Regions from separate parts of the Mus musculus genome. Here all the other regions are linked to region 1. Evidence: chromatin contacts called from public Hi-C data. All regions are on one chromosome and are shown on one strand. The core of a region is the stretch at or near the end of the contact, and the rest is flanking DNA. Distances in the headings are between cores, read along the strand shown.

Region 1 (4,304 bases), core at 1,250-3,749:
TGCTGGGGAAGGTGTTATGGAAGGAGCATGGGAAAGAGAGCCGGTCACACTGCATTGGCAGACAGGCAGCTGAGAGAGATGAGTGCTGGTGTCCAGTCAGCTCTTTCCTTTTTATTCAATATGAGGCCTCAATCTACAGGATACTGGGGTTCATATTTAGATGGGTCTTTCCTCTTCATTTAAACCTTTCTGGAAAGTGCCAGATGTGTGTTACCATGGTGATCCTAAGTACTGTCAACCTGACCATGAGTACCACCTATCTCTGGCACATAGTCAGAGCTGTCATCTGGATTTTTCTTGATCAATGTCAGCTCTATAACATGCCTTTGTTTCTCTGTGTGTTTATACAACAAGAATATCTATAAAAAAACCTGAGAGCATTTATATTTATTATAATACTCAAGTATTTTTTAATTCCACTTGTAGACACCATAGCCTATTTCAGATACTTCCATTCCATGAATTCCTTAATTATGTGAGAGTGTTGTTTTGTACCATGATGCTATTTTGTCAAATCAATGACCAATCCCAAAACAGAATATCTTCAACATTAAATTTTAAGAGTCTAAAATAGAACTCATCATAGAAATAAAATCTTTCTTACTTAAGATAACTTCAAAACCTACTATTTAATTTTATATAGTGATCAAAATATTATTTAAATTAATATACTTATTTGAGGCATTTATAGAAGACAGCATCATAAGTCCTCAAAGGTCTCAACACATCCCAATCTTCAGAATGTCTGTACACTCTATTTTATATGGAAGAGGAACTTGGTAGATGTGATTAAGAAACTTGAAATAGGAAAATTATCATCAATTATCCGAAGGAATCAAAATACTAGAGACATTATAAGAGAAAATCAAGAGGGTCAAATCCAGAAGATAAAACTTAAAAAGGTGCATGACACAGAAGCCAACGTTAAACTCATGTGATTAGAAAAAAGTACTGACTAAGGAATTTAGGAGATAATTTTGGCTTTCTAACATGAACCCCACAAATCCAGTGTTCTGCTGGTTTTCTGGGTTACCCACCCAAACTCTAAATAGACAAAGCAGTGTTAGTACAGCCAGCCTTTCAGTGGAGCCTGGTATCGCTGGCCTCTGAGAGGCTCTGCCAGCACCCGACTAAGGCAGGTGCAGATACTCACAGCCAACCATTGGACTGACCGGGGGAACCCCAATGAAAGAGTTAGGGGAAGGACTGAAGCAGCTGAAGGGGTTGGCAACCCCATAGTAAGAACCACAGTGTCAACTAACCAGATGCCTCAGAGCTACCGGGGACTAAGCTGCCAACCAAGAGTACAGACATGGGTGGGTCCATGGCTCCTGCTTCATATGTAGCAGAAGATTGCCTCATCTGACATCAGTGGGAGGGGAGGCGCTTGGTCCTGTGTAGACTTGATGCCTCAGTGTAGAGGGATGCTAGAGAGTTGAGAGGTCAGTGGGTGAGTGGGTGGAGGAGCACCCTCTTAGAGACAAAGGGGAAGGGAATAGGTGGAGTGTACATAGAAGGGAGACCAAAAAAAGAGGGATAAGATTTTAAATGTAAACAAATGAAATGATTAATGGAAAAAAATCTACCTCAAACACCAACTGCACAGTAAGTGGGAGGTGAGTAAAACTCACAAGTAACAACATTGCCCTATAAAAGCTGGGGAAGTTCAAAAGTGTGAAGGAATCTGCCTTAATTATGATTTTCATAGTAGCATTTTTTTTCAATCAGTAATGAAGGACGTCTTATCAATTTTCCTATTTTACTCCAATGCCTAGTGTATGTATGTTTCTGGTTTAGGTTATACACATGGGCACCACTGAAATGAGAAGTCCTAATATTTGTTAAGCCTGCTAATTTAACTGAAATCTAATTCTTCATGCTGGTCTTGGTAGCACAAGCCTGTAATCACACTGAGAGTGGCCAGAGCAGTATGATGACAAGTATAAGATCAAAGCCTTCCTGAGCTTCAGCAGGAGTGTGTGTGTGTGTGTGTGTGTGTGTGTGTGTGTGTATCTCAAAAAACTTCAATGACTCCTTCAGCCATCTATCATATTGTACTTGGTATTTAACCTTTTCTTCCATGAAAGCTAACCACATGCTTGTTTAGAGGGGTTTACAGTTTATGTCGGCTATTCTCACAAAACTAATTTTTGAAAGTTACATCTTCTGAGCCAGCCCTTTGCTATAGCTGTGTGACTTCACAAAGGCTCTGAGAGATCATGTTACAAAAGACTCTGCACTTCAGCTCACATTTGTATAAGGCAGCAGTCATATGAGACGATTCCACTTGCATTCCAGTAGATGAGAAGAGCCAAGTGCTTAGAATCCCTAAACAATCTCACAGCCCTCCCCCCCACCCCACCCTACCCCCCCCCTTTTTTTGGCAGAGCTATGAACTAGGGAAGTCGGATATCCTGCCTCCTAGATCCTATCTGGGTCTCTACTAAATGACAAAATTGAGCATCTCTGCATAAGGCACATGATTCATCTCCTATTTTAGTCGGATCACAGACAATCTGCTTTCTAACAGCTGCCTGCAAAACTCTAAGGAGATTTAAGAGGATACTGTACCAATGACAGTAGATTGTTTTTGCTTCATTTTACCAATAGGTGGCACCGTAGACAACAGTATAGCCCCAGTAAGTCTGACATAATTTTAAATGTAGGAATATAGACAAAGGCTTTTGTTTTCCTTTTTCTCTTCCTTTCCTTTCCTTTCCTTTCCTTTTTTTTGGGGGGTAGGGATATAAGAGAAAACTATCCCACCATGCCCCCACCTATGTTCGATAGCTATATAACTTATTTATGTAGTCACATTTGATAGCTATAAAGCTGATATGGAGCTCCAAGTATAGACTCATTTCTGCTTTCCCCTTCATATGTCCCTTCCCCAATGACTAGTCTAGTCATTTGACCCCATTGACATCTGTTCAATAAGAACTATTGGAGTAGCTCAGAGGTAATTGTGTTTGCTAGGCACGGTGGCTCACACCTGTGACCCAGCGCTTGTAAGGCTGAGGCGTGAGGATTGTCACAAGTTTGAGGCCAGCTGGGAATACAGTGAGTTCCAGGTCAGCCTTGGCTACCCTGTTTCAAATCAGGCCCAACTCATAGTCCCTCCCCCAGGGAAATAAATGCAATGAGCACACAGGTGTTCCCTAGATCAGGAACCTTATTTAAATAAATCTAGAGGTTCTTGTGAAAAAAAATAAAGAAGAACCCATTAGGTGTTGATTCAGAATAATTCCAGGTTAAAGGTTTTATTTATTTATATAGTCACTTTTACCTATCTTAGAAATAGAGCTATGGGGTTGGGTGATGGCTTAGCAGGCAAAAGCTCTGACCACAACCTGAGTTTAACAACCTGAGTTCAAATCCTGTAACCTATGTGAAAGCCAGATGTCAGGGCGCAAATCTGTAATCCCAGCCTCCTACCTTGAGGTGGGAGGGGGAGACAGGAGATTGCATCAAAAGTCCAAGAGCCAGCGAATCTGAAGCAGGTAACAGCGGAGCAATCTAAACAAAAGATCCTACCTCAGCAAAGTCCAGGGCAAGAACCAACTCTTGAAAGTTGTCTCTGTTTTACATGTGTATACAGGCATGCCCATACATACACATAAGCATGATGGTGGTAATAATAATAATAATAATAATAATAATAAATAATGGCTAATTAAAGCAAGAATCTTCAGTACCAACGCTTGTTAGTCTAACTAGATCGTGTCTAGAAGTTAGCTGATATAACACTAAGGGATTTTAAACTCAAACACAAGAAAACTCACACAAGCATTTATAACCATATGGGAACACTAATATGCATAATCTTATGGTCTTTAATCACCAACAGGTCTGTTTAAGCCTAATATGAGTCACAGATATCACTCCCTGTGCACTGAGACTATAGATAATAAGAACTGACTTTAAAAACCACAAAATTCCCTTCACTCCCAGCTTTCATGGTCTTAGGTAGTGGTGCCCCCGGAGGGTCTGAAGACAGGGATGCTGGACTCATTGGTAGTACTTCATCCACTTAAAGTTGAACATCTCACCAGTCACTGGATAGAACCAAATTCTTCCCATTTCTAAATGTTTAATCCTTATGATTGCTCCCCTATTAGAACCTTCAGCTTTATCCAGATCTCTCTCAGCTGTCTGTAGAGAGCCAAGAGGATGTGGGAGTGGCTGGAGAGACGCAGTAAAGTTCAAGTGGATACCAGACTACGGTCCACTCCGTGGCAGTGTGTGACTAATATATTAAAGGCTCTGAGTTCTATCCCTAGCACAGCAAGGGAAAGAAGCCAAGA
Region 2 (4,304 bases), core at 926-3,425, 440 kb after region 1:
TCATTAAACACGTGAAGACCTGATTATATTTTATCCCAAAATGAAGGTCTGGGAAATAGCATCTCGTTTTAAATACAGATGTCAAAGTCGTCTCCATAGCTGGCATACAGTACTGTCACCAGCCAAATAAAACACTTCCACTCCAATTACATTCAGAAAGAAAATCTAATACTGAAATGTAACGAGTTCTTCACACTTCCAATGCTAAGAACTTTTTATTAAAATATCTTTCCACTGTTACATTGATTTTTCCATGTACCAAAAAGCTCTCATAGGGCAATTGTTAAGAATTAAGGTTTTAGTCTACTTTCAATTCTGTGAGGACCAAATTACATCTAGAGGATTGCTCTGTTCAAATGTTACATGCAAAGTTTAACCTCCCTCTATTGAAAAAGGATCACAGCTATGAGAAGCAATTCTTAGAAACCCATATTACTCTCAGTATTTTCTACATTTAGGCTAGGCTGAGCCAGAGAGCCGTAAGTTAACCACAGCTAATTTTGCATCTCTTATACATGTACAGAGAAGTCTAATTAGATGGCATACAGTTTCTCATTCACTCCATTGATTAAAATAGATGCACTTTAATCTTAAACCCACGTGGTGTCAAAACTCAGCTCAAAACAAATATTGAATAAATATAGTTGAATTAAAAAGAAAGTTGTCAATTTCTACAACTATATTTTTCATGTTAGAAATACTGACATATTCAGATTCATTATAAAATATTAGAACATGTATTTAAAAATAACTAAAATTGCTTTTTGACTAAATATCTATAAGTGCCATGACTATTTCTAATTCATTTGTAGCTGCCAACAAATCACAGAATCCATTGTCCAGTCGGTTTCCCTTGTTGAGACACCTTCCCCAAGACTCTAATTATTTTATTAACTCTGGAGTTCATTTCTTCATATTCTGATCCACTTTAAAATATGTGTACAAGTTAATAAATAGAAAATAGCCAAGGTATACTCTTCCCAAACACAGTGAACCCAAAATTTACATTTTCTCGTGACAGAATGACTTCAGATTAAAGCGTGCATTCAAATGATGTATTATTTTATTTAAAGTGTCAGGAGGTAGAAGCTTTAAGTTTAGTAATTAAACAAACTGATACTATAAAACATTAAAAAATGTCTTGAGCTTGTATTAGTGATGCCAATATATATAAAACTCATCTCCCTTTTCCTTTTTTCTAATTTCTTTCTTTCTTCCTTCCTTCCTTCCTTCCTTTCTTTCTTTCTTTCTTTCTTTCTTTCTTTCTTTCTTTCTTTCTTTCTTTCTTTCTTTCTCTCTCTTTCTCTCTCTCCCTCCCTCCCTCCCTCCGTCCCTCTTCCTTTCTTTCTTTCTTTCTTTCTTTCTTTCTTTCTTTCTTTCTTTCTTTCTTTCTGTGCTGGGGATCAAATCTAGGGCCTTGTGCATGCCAGACAGGCAAGCATTCCAAGCCCCTGAAGTTCATCAACCTTCAACTCTAAAATTTGCATCTGCCCTTCCAAACTTCTAAATCAAGTTACTGATGCATGTGGTTTTGCATACAGCAAATGCTCTCTAACACCCTCTCAGGGTCTAATGATGTCCTTGAACAAATGTGGAAAACATGGAAGGCCTGGCAGTGATCTGAATATTAATCAGAATTTAAAGAGTGTCCCCGGAGAAACAATATTGCACAGAGAAAAGTAGCCACAGGATTCCAATCTGGTGACTATTGAATAACTGAGTAAATGACTTGGAAGGTAATTATTTTAAAGTAATGTGTGGGTAAGTTATTGATGAGCCCGAGCTATACCAAGTTCAATATTTCTTTAAATAGCATCAATTTGAAATGCTAAACTTTAAGTAGTCATTAAAGAAAAGATTCTAGCAGTAGAGAGTAGATTTTTCTTCCCCCCGCGCCCCGACAGTACATCAGTTTTCAGATTACTAAAAATCATGAAGAAATATTTTTCATGTCATCATGAAAAGCCATAAAGAATGGAAATGTATCTACACCAAGTCTCTAGCAGAGCACAGCATGGACTTCTAAGTCACTTTTAGTGATGACAATTTAATACACAAATGTTGCGTACATCGAGCATGCGCAGTTCCACAGTGTGACTCCATTACCACGGTATGTGCTATAAACCCACGCATAACCTCCAAAGGACCCACACTGGTGACAAAACTACTGACAGGATGTCTCTAAGTGACTCAATCTAAGGAAGGACTAATAAAATGGAATGGTTTTTGCCAGGTTTAGAGATACCGGAGTCATCAAAATGTGCAAGGCTCTTGTTACCCAGGATAAATCCGTTTTAGAGACTGGAAAGCATCATTGGCAAAACTGAATCACACATATACAATTCAATAAGTGGGTAGACTTTAAATACTATTTCCACAAGTCCTGTGCTTTTAAATAGTGCAGTAATGGATTTAAAAACCAAACAAGGGAGGCAGGCATCTGAGGGGGTTGCAGTTTAGAAACTGGAGGATTAAGCCAACATACACTGGTGACTAACATATTCACGAAATGGAGAGATGAATAAACACTCGCTGTAATAATGAGAACTGTTGCCAACAGGAGCCTTGCTGAGAAAAGCCTGTGTCCTGCAGTGTATTAATAACAAGTGGGAATAGTTGCTAAGGGCATGAGTTGTGGCTGTCAGCAAGTAGCTGCATTATAGCTACTTGGGCTGTAACCTGAGACTAATAGTGTCTGCTCTACTTTTTTAGGCATAAAAAAGTGTGAACTGATAATAGTTCAAGTAAATCCCGAATGGAAAATAAAATATAGCTCAGTGCCCCTTTGTATCTTAAGACACTCTTTGAGAGCCCGATTGATGCATAAAACATAATACCAAAGCAAACAGTATAATTGAAAGTGTTCTGATGTTTATTTAACAACAATAAAAAAAATTAGGAGAGCCTTGTAGGTGGATACGAAGGAGTCTTTTCCCACTTGAACATCCTTAATCAGCTTTCATTATACTAGAGGATTTGTATGTGGACTGTCATTCTTTGTAATATAATTTCCTTGCTGTTTATTTAAGAATCCATACACTGTGCAAGGCTTGTGAAACTAAGCTATGAAGCAATCTAATTACTTCCAAGAGCTGGGCCACAGTCGCTTACTGCAAATGAGTTCTGTCTACCCATCTTCAGCCAGAGATTTGTTATTAAAAACAAGACTCTTCCAACGCAGGGGTCCTGATGACCACTGATCCTGTGACAAATTACAATCTTTGCAATATTTTGAACTCCAAAGAAAATGTTTAAATGCAACTATGTCAATCAATAATCTTAAAAGGGAAATCACGATACTATAAGCTCTTCATTAAAAATAAAAAGCTACTACCATTTAGTAATACAGCTTAAAAGGAGCATTGGTATGAAGGAAGTCATTTTAGTATACTCTTTAAATGAAAGGTAAGATTTTCTGTTTATTTCAGAAAACAATGTTCTTAGACAACTCAGGCTTCAGGTAGTAGTCTTCCTACTTCAGCTTTTGGAGTACTAGGATCAGAAGTGATAGTCACTATATCTGCCTTTTTATTCTTAAATAGCATTGAGTATCATGAGGTTCTATGTCCCTAAGACTCACCCAACATTTCTGATTTCTCACCTGCTTGCTAAAGACTATTAGTGCATATGTCTCTTTTCTTTTTTAAAAAAAAAGATTTTATTTATTTTTTTATATATGTGAGTACACTGTTGCTGTCTTCAGACACACCAGAAGAAGGCATCAGATCCCATTACAGATGGTTGTGAGCCAACATGTGGTTGCTGGGAATTGAACTCAGGACCTCTGGAAGAGCAGTCGGTGCTCTTAACCACTGAGCCATCTCTCCAGCACATACGTCTCTTTTCTAATCAGTGCTAATTATCTGTACTTTAAAATTACCCAGATTTATCTGATGGAAGCTTGGGAACTTGGAAATAACAGAAAACAACAATCATTCTTCCAGTAAGGAAAGAGCTGAGTGCTATATTCTGCACAAGGTAACTTGGACAGCTTTCACAGCCACCTGTGAAAGTACTGTGTTGCACAGAACTTGAGAGTTGTAGAGTTATGCACCATATCCCTAACTCTTTGGGATCAGCCCAGCAGGGCACCATGTGTAAACATTTATCACAGGAGGACTGATAGACAGTAGATGTTCAACATAAAGTTGACTGAGACAGATTTAAACCATAAAAGGATTAGAAAAGAAGAACATTTGAAGTGCATTTCAAAGTAGGTATTATTTCAGCAGGCAGAGATTGTGGAGGAAGATCATTTTACATGGCAAGCAAATTGAAAACAAAACAAAACAAAACCTCATATA
Region 3 (4,304 bases), core at 1,001-3,500, 340 kb after region 1:
CTTCCTTCCTTCCTTCCTTCCTTCCTTCCTTTCTTTCTTTCTTTCTTTTTTTTTTTTTTTAAAACTTTTTTACTAAAGTATTTGCTATTGTGTTTTGCTAGCGTTTTGGTTTAGATTTGTGGTGCTGGGGATGGAACCCAGTGCTTGTACATGGTAGCCAAGAACTCCATGTTGAGCTACAAACTCAGCCTGCGGTTTTCTAGGTGGTTGACCATGTTTTCTGTTGAGCGGCATTCCTCTGGATGGACTAGTGGTCAGCAGTGTTTTAGACAACTGACTGACAGAGTTCATAACAGAGCAAAAGGTTCTTAACTTCTAGCTTTTTAAAAAAAAAATTGAATGAAAGAAAACTTTAGCAATGTTGTTCTATTTTATTGATATTTTTTTATTAGATTTTTTCTTTATTTACATTGCAAATTGTATCCCCTTTCCTCATTTCCCCTCCGAAAACCCCTTCCCTCCTCCCCCTCTTCCTGCTAACCAACCCACTCACTCCTGCTTCCCTGTCCTGGCATTCCCCTACACTGGGGCATCTCCTCTCATTGATGTCCCACAAGGCCATCCTCTGCTACATATGCAGCTGGAGACATGGGTCCCTCCATGTGTACCCTTTGGTTGGTGGTTTAGTCTCTGGGAGCTCTGGGGGTACTGGTTGGTTCATATTTTTTTTCCTCCTATGGGACTGCAAACCCCTTCAGCTTCTTGGGTCCTTTCTCTAGTTCCTCCATTGGGGACCCAGTGCTCAGTCTAATGGATGGCTATGAGCATCCACTTCTGTATTTGTCAGGCACTGACAGAGCCTCTCAGGAGACAGCCATATCTGTCTCTTGTCAGTAAGCACTTATTGGCATCTATAATAGTGTCTGGGTTTGGTAACTGTATATGGGATAGATACCCAGGTGGGACAGCCTCTGGATGGCCTTAGCAATAATGTTCTTCTTATCCACCATATAACAATGCCCTAATCAACAATGTGTAGAATATGATCAGCCCAATGTAGAACATGAGCATGAACATGTCAAAGACACACTGGCTCTCACACTCTCCGTCCCAAGGGCAGAGACAAGAACAGGTGATAACATAAAAACATGATAAACAAACGCTTGCTAGTGTATGCAATGGTGTCATCGTTTGGAGGCTAATTATGGGATGGATCCCTGGATATGGCAGTCTCTTGATGGTCCATCCTTTTGTCTCAGCTCCAAACTTTGTCTCTGTAACTCCTTCCATGGGTGATTGTTTCCAATTCTAAGAAGGGGCAAAGTGTCCACACTTTGGTCTTCGTTCTTCTTCAGTTTCATGTGTTTTGCAAATTGTACCTTATATCTCACTATACTAAGTTTCTGGGCTAATATCCACTTATCAGTGAGTACATATTATTTGAGTTCTTTTGTGATTGGTGTTACCTCACTCATGATGATGCCCTCCAGGTCCAACCATTTGCCTAGGAATTTCATAAATTCATTCTTTTTAATAGCTGAGCAGTACTCCATTGTGTAAATGTACCACATTTTTTGTATCCATTCCTCTGTTGAGGGGCATCTGGGTTCTTTCCAGCTTCTGGCTATTATAAATAAGGCTGCTATGAACATAGTGGAGCATCTGTCCTTCTTACCGGTTGGGACATCTTCTGGATATATGCCCAGGAGAGGTATTGTGGGATCCTCTGGTAGTACTATGTCCAATTGGAAAGAGAGGCCCACTGGACAGGCAAACTTTATATGCCCCAGTACAGGGGAACGCCAGGGCCAAAAAATGGGAATGGGTGGGTAGGGGAGTGGGGGGGGGGTGTGGGAGACTTTTGGGATAGCATTGGAAATGTAATTGAGGAAAATACGTAATAAAAAAAAACTTTCCATAAAAAAAAACCATGATAAACAAGTTTTGAAAGAAAGGCAGAAACCCTATCATCAAATAATTCTATAATCTGAAGGATGTAAAACTGCATCTAGTCTGCATTCTTCCCAAGGTATATACATCAATTTAAGGATAATAGTATGCACCTCAAACAAGCAAGTGCCCTCCCTGTCTGAGTGTGTTTCAGAGCTTGGGTTGAAACGCACTGTGTACTTTTGCAAGGCATGCAAACTCAAGTCGCACAGATACGTGTGTATACATAACAAATTTTAAAAGCAAAATTACAAAGAGGAAAAAAGCTTGCTGAAAATAAAACAGCATCTCGTAGCCATGGCAACCCCAACTTTTAAAAAAAGCAACCTTAAGCAAGAGGAGCTCCTCAAGAGCTACATCAAGTTGTTATAGCAACCAAAATATGGCTCTACAGAAACAGATTTGCATGAGAGTAGCCTGAAGGTTATGATGGTAAAAGACTATTACAAAAATATGTCTGGGGGGGGGGAGGAAGGTTTATTTCTCTTGCTTTAATCAGGACATATCCTCTGATTTATTAGAACAAGATCCCCAAACCCCACCCCACCCCTGCCTCACCCTCTCCCCTAGGGGATCCTAATGACATACAGCTGCTATGGTGACAAGGAATGACAGGTTTTGTGATATCTGCTAATAACCAGAAAGACCAAAATTAGTTCATAAGAACAAAATTTTGATCCCTATGGTTAAAAAACTACAACAAATAAAAATAGTAACAAGTAGTTGGGATGGGGTTGGAAAGACCTAAAAGAATGTGTGTGAAGTGGATTCTTAAACGAGGCAGGGCTGACATTTTGAATGTTTGTAGTGTATTTCAACAGCAGCCTTAGCTACTACGAACACCAACTTCCTGTCCTAGAAGTCACCATGCCCTGCTCCCTCACATAATGACAAATCTTCCTCAGGGAAGAGGGTAGCTTGTCTATCCAGTGATGGCAACCTTCGAGACAGAAACAGTTTATCAGTGCTACAACAAAGCTCACAAAAAATTAAGCTGGCGAGTTAACCATCTTTTTTTTCAAGGACAGACCTACCAACCTCCTTCTATTCCTCCACTTCATCCAGCTTGTTGCCTGAGAACAAACATATTTATCAGTTTATCTCAGCTCTCAACTCTGGCATACGATGCTCTTTCTGCTTCAGAATATCTTTTCCTCTCATCCCAGGGCAAATTCAAAGATCCTCTGGAACTGGCCTAAGCCTTCCCTTCAAATTCTTATTATGTATGTCTCACAGTTGTTTCTACTTCAACCTAAGATTTCATTTGGAAGAAACAATTATACTACATAAAGTGACCATCTGTCTGTTAGTCAACCACCCAAAGTATCTTCAACTATTATTTACCGATTTCAGCACTTCAGAGGCATTGAAGATGCCATGCTCCACTTATATTCAACATCATGTGGCTTGTGGCCATGGACTCTTTCATTGAGGATCCACATTCAAAGAAAATGAAAACTCAATTGGTCAGCTTCTATTGAGTGAATGCAGGACAGGTGATAGATAAGAAGGCTAGAAAGACGGAGGTGCTGTTGGCTGAGCCTGAATGACTTACTGCAGCCTAGTTTCAAATGCTGATAAGTTAGAACTCCAGATGGTAAGTTCTTTATGAGCAAAGAACTGTTTATCTTTTGTGGTTAGCACCGCACCTTATCCAAAGCAGAAAAAAAAATAAACAATGAGAGACCCTCTTATTTAAGGCCAATGTAGTGTGTTTTCTCACAGTGATGTCATGTTGCCTTTAACTGATATATGGTTATTAATACTTTATGGATGTGGTTTCTTCTAGTTTTTTTTTTTATCAAATTTATCTTACCATTTTCCCTCATATATCTAAATAATTTAAGAAAGCAATTTTGAGCATTTCCATTTCTATTATGCTTCTTACTGATTTTCTGTAACAGTTATTCTTTTGAGGGATATCAGAGTATTTTTTGGTTTTTATGTATGACACACATTCTTTCCCCTCTGTGACTTCTAATATAGTTGTCACAACTCTAATACTTTCCAGAAGATCACACACACTGCTATAAGCAGGACTCTGACAAAATTTAACAGAATCAGAATAAAAAACTTAAGAAAATGTAAAAGTTTTAAAAAGGTGATTTTTTTTTTGTTTTTCTCATCAGAAAAAAAAAAACAAAACAAAACCAATAATGACACATGAAAGACCTAACAACCATAAGTTTTATTCAATGGGATTTTACAATTGAGTTATAAAGAAAGATAAGATATGCCAAAGGGTTGGACAGAATACATTACTCTTAAATATCCCATTTGTTATTCAAAACAGATGGCTTCCTCACAGTGCAAGTGCTCAATGGCACTCAAATAAAGGGCCCTCAAGAGCAAGAGTATCCACACAGAGTTGGCAAGGGTCATTTTACAACTTCATGTGATTGGCAAGTGATCAG
Region 4 (4,304 bases), core at 906-3,405, 300 kb after region 1:
ATGTGGGATTGTGACTGCCATATTCCAGGCTATGAAATTCCTTCAGCATAAAATGGGAAAACACATGGAAACACCTAACTGGTCCTTATGCACTGTCTAATGTACACCATTTCTATGTGCAGCTGGTAGAGTTCTTGCTGCATATCTGTAGACTGTGAGCTATTATCTATGAGACGTCAAAACCACTTCGGTCTCTTCCCGGAGTCCCGAAATAATAATTTCTACAGACATGGCCAAATGTCTTGGAAGGCAAAATTGGAGCGCTTCCTGTGGTGAGATAGTGAACATCAGATCAATATTACTTACACCTGGAGCCAGGCCAAATTATTAGAGAAAAATGGGAGTAGCTATAGTGGAGGGCAGTGCCTCAGGTGGGTAATAATGAGAGCCACACCCAATGTGGCAGAGAGGCCACTAATCTACAGTGTTGCCGGTTGAGGCATTATTTTGGGAGGTTCTGAATCTAGGGGGTGGAGGCTAGGGTCAAGTTGGTACAAACAAGTGATGCTTTTGAAGGTCTCCAGTCCCTTCTGTGTTCATTTTGCCACCATGAGGGTAATAACCTTCTCCATTTTATCCCACTGCCATGATGTTCTGCCCAAGTACATGAGACCTAGACACAATGGCTCAACACCCTGAAGCCTTACAACTGTTTTTGTATTTCAGTCATAACAACCGTGGATCTAATAAGTGTATCTAAACTATTTCATTACAGGGGCTGCACAGATGGCTCGGTGGCTAAGAGCACCTTTTCGCTTGCAAAGTACCTGGGTCTGGTTCCCAGGACTCATTTCAGGCATCCCACAACCATCTTTAAGTCTAGTTCCAGGGATCCAACATCCTCTCTGGCCTTTGAGGATAACTGCACACATGTGGTGCACATACATACACTGACACACATACATATACACTTAAACAAATCCTTAGGAAACATTTGATTAGAGAAATTATAAAATATGCATCCATATTCCCTAGGTCATACTACAGAAAGTGCCCTGACTGAAGTTTTAGTGTAAAATTAATTATATCCCACTGACAGAATAAGGCAAAGGCAAGTTTTTTTGATAGTACATATGAAATTCTTTAATAGTTCCAGCCTCCAGAAAGATGTGTTTCCTTGGCCTTATTATTTCTAGTTCATTTATATGAATGATTGTGCAAACATTATTTCTTTTTGCAAATATTTTGTTCAATTCACTTGTGCTTGGCACAGGATCTCACAATGCTTAGGCATGGACTCTTGTTGAGGGGATCATTATTTGGATGAGGCAAAATGTAAGGCACTATGTGAAAAATAAAAAGATTCTAATGTAATGTAAAAAAAAGAAGTTTCCCGACATGGCAGAGAGAACATCACCGCATCTCCCAGGATGGAGAAGATGTTGATGGCTGAGGATTTACCCCCGGGTACTTTTTGTGTATCAGGGCCAGTGCTGACAGGTAAAATTCTTGGCTCCCCAAAAATGGTTGTTTTGTGCCAGCTTCCCATGAGAAACTGTCTTCGACCTGCAGACTGAGACATGAACAGCAAACACCAAATCTAGAGAGGGATGGAGGGTACAAATACTGACCCCTGCGTTTAATTCATGGAATGAGACCTGCCATTTCACATGGCTCACACATAAAAGAAATCTATACTTGGCTCAAAGATCTGCTCTTGTATTGAAAGAATAAGTCTGAAGCTAGAGGTCAAAGTTCCACTTCTCACTGCCACACCATTCCACCAATCCTGCGGGGTCCTCTCGGCCGTCACTTCTGCAGGTTAGCGACACTTCTAACCCAGGTTTTGCTTTGCTTGACGTAGAACTTCTGCAGGCTAGTGTGTTATCATCGCCTTTGAATGTGCCCTAGATAAGCATTAATTTACCTACAAAATAATAGCACGGGAAGGAGTATTTTACTTATCTGTGGAGAAACAAATTCAGCAAGCATGTTACCTAGCAACTGAAGAGTGCACCTTATACCGAGAACGATTATAAATATCCTTTAGTTTTTTTTTTTTTAAGATGGGAAAAAAACTTTAAAGACTATTATAATTAATTTAAACAAGATTGGTTATACAAAGAAGCTGCTCAGAGTGCTTACTGTGTTAACAATAAATGCACTGTCTAGTGATTATTCCTTCTGCTCATTGTGGTGACTCATCACAGACTCCTTTTGGTCCATACACAATACAAGTGAATTACTGGTTTCCAAAAGGAAAGTAGCAGTTCCTATTTTCTAGTCCTCTTGTCTGCTCAAAACCGAAGATTTGCATCATGAGGAGGGAGGGTGAAAATTCAGTGGTCCAGAGCTCATCACAGACTTATGTAACAGTGTGAACACTTCTGAGTCTCTTTGTGTTTTCTTTGTGTAGTCCGTCATTGTCACCTTTTTTTTTTTTTATTTATGTATTTAGGGAAAGGATGCTAGAAATTAAAGTGCCACACTTTGCTGTAATTGAATATTAAATGTCACTGAACAAAACCCTTTGTGATAATATTGAGGCCATCTGGAAGTTCAAGGAACAATATTTACAGGCTAACTTCTTGACATGTTCAGCTCTTCTAGCTTCAGCAGAAGAAAAGCTAATTAAAGAAAGTCTAGTACCACCGTCCTTCTTGCTATTCACAGGAATGCTCTGAAGATTAATGAGAAGTCTGTTTTAAGGGGGAAATGAAATTTAATTTATCATTAGTATTATATTAAATGAAGCGCAGACTCTTTCGACAGTCTCTCACTCTGTCATTATGGTTTGAGTCAGTCTAGGAAGCATAGAGCATGGGACCCAGCACCACAGAACTAAATGCAGGATCAACAGTCTATCTCAAATCCTGTGGCATTAACAATTTATAGTTGTCTTTGAAGATCACTTGAGGGAGGGATGGGCAGGCACAATGTGCATGTCATCTTCCACTGTCAATACTGTAAACAGTCTAAGTCTGACTTATTTTCTACCCACCCCCAATATTCTTAGAATGCAGAGGAGGCTATCAATACGTATTTATTGACTAATAAATGGTAGACACAATGAAGAGATCCTGGCATATTTAAAAATATTCTGTAAGTAACTAGAAAATGTGCTTTCCGCAAATGTAACGAGAGAGAGAGAGAGAGAGAGAGAGAGAGAGAGAGAGAGAGAGAGAGAGAGAAAGAGAGAGAGAGACTTCCTTGTGTGTATGTGGTGTGCATGTGTATGCATATTTGTATACATTTACACACAAACGTGTGTGTGTGTGTTTGTATATATGTGTTTTCACATGGACTTGTGGGGTCCAGAGGTTGATATTGAGGGTCTCTCTTCATCTCTGCCCACTTTGTTTATTGAGACATAGTTCTAGCTGCACCCCGGGCTCACCTACTTGGTGAGCACATTCGGCTAGTCTAACTAGCTAGCTTCCATCTCTGCCTCCCTCAAGCTGTGGTTACATGTGGGTTGCTGTCCCACCTTTTGTGTGGGTGCCATAGAAATAAATTTGGGTTCTCAAGCTTGTACAGCAAGTTTTTTATTCATGTACCCATCTCCCTTGCCTCAGGATTTTTTTGTTTTCTTTCTTTTTTCTTTTTGATTTGAGAGAAGAAGGATTGCTAGCAAACTGAAAGGGTGATCAAAAACAAGCCACATACTGAAATGTATATAGTCAGGTAACACCGAGTTACCATTAGAGCAAGAAGCTATCAATTACCAATTCATTAGGTAAGCCCTTTGAGGTAATTTTATGTTTCAGAATAACAAGTGATTAAATATGTACCATGTAGCCAAAGTTAAATGTATTTTTAAACAGGTTGAACATCTTATTATCAAGAGTTCCTCTACTATGAAAACCAAGTGACCTCCTGCCCTCAAACAAGAGAAATTTTAGGATTACAGTAAATTCTTCCTGAGATTAGTAAGTTTTCAAATCGCATTAGAATATAACACTGTCACATAACTAGATATCTGTCATCTCTTAATTTTGAGAAGGATTGGGGACCATTGACACCCCAGCTTGCTATTTCACATAAAGAATCGGAGGCACAGAAACAAAAAGGAGGTATGAATGTGTACTTAGCCAGAAGCTTGACCGAATGCCCCGTTCCCTCCCACACTTCTCAACCCAGAAGACACCATAACTTTCTTCAAATACTATCTTCTATTGAGTCAGCCTCATGAAAGCACAAGCTTGTTCCAGGACCTCCTATCCCCAACAATGCTTCTTTGAGCCCATTCCTTTTAAATTATTGTTCCATTTTATATGTTATGTCAGAGTAAAAAAAGGTCAAGAGTTTTTCTGTCCAGTTGCCATCTTTACTGCCTCCCTCCCATTAGTTACTTTCTCATGCCT

Evidence for each region. A called contact is a pair of places that touch in the nucleus more often than the background predicts.
Region 2: a Hi-C map of the N1E-115 cell line shows a contact between it and region 1, with 4 times the contacts expected there. A contact is called at or near these places in 4 of 484 Hi-C or Micro-C datasets (the HPC-7 cell line, the N1E-115 cell line, adipose-derived mesenchymal stem cells and 1 more) and 1 of 130 datasets of targeted methods (the NIH/3T3 cell line).
Region 3: a contact with region 1 is called in a Hi-C map of cortical neurons, with 6 times the contacts expected there. A contact is called at or near these places in 3 of 484 Hi-C or Micro-C datasets (cortical neurons and nephron progenitors), 1 of 130 datasets of targeted methods (the NIH/3T3 cell line) and 1 of 9 other capture datasets (embryonic stem cells).
Region 4: a Hi-C map of the N1E-115 cell line shows a contact between it and region 1, with 4 times the contacts expected there. A contact is called at or near these places in 1 of 39 promoter capture datasets (embryonic stem cells), 17 of 484 Hi-C or Micro-C datasets (the AML12 cell line, the HPC-7 cell line, the N1E-115 cell line and 6 more) and 1 of 130 datasets of targeted methods (embryonic stem cells).

The regions. Positions count from the first base shown.
Region 1 is chr19:30,840,897-30,845,200 of GRCm38.p6, forward strand. The region is part of intron 5 of Prkg1 (protein kinase, cGMP-dependent, type I); the gene reads right to left. Among named protein-coding and RNA genes, the nearest start is that of Cstf2t, 240 kb to the right of the region's middle.
Region 2 is chr19:31,282,221-31,286,524 of GRCm38.p6, forward strand. The region is part of intron 3 of Prkg1 (protein kinase, cGMP-dependent, type I); the gene reads right to left. Among named protein-coding and RNA genes, the nearest start is that of 8430431K14Rik, 68 kb to the left of the region's middle.
Region 3 is chr19:31,178,736-31,183,039 of GRCm38.p6, forward strand. All of the region lies in intron 3 of Prkg1 (protein kinase, cGMP-dependent, type I), which reads right to left. Among named protein-coding and RNA genes, the nearest start is that of 8430431K14Rik, 36 kb to the right of the region's middle.
Region 4 is chr19:31,144,241-31,148,544 of GRCm38.p6, forward strand. All of the region lies in intron 3 of Prkg1 (protein kinase, cGMP-dependent, type I), which reads right to left. Among named protein-coding and RNA genes, the nearest start is that of Gm41834, 18 kb to the left of the region's middle.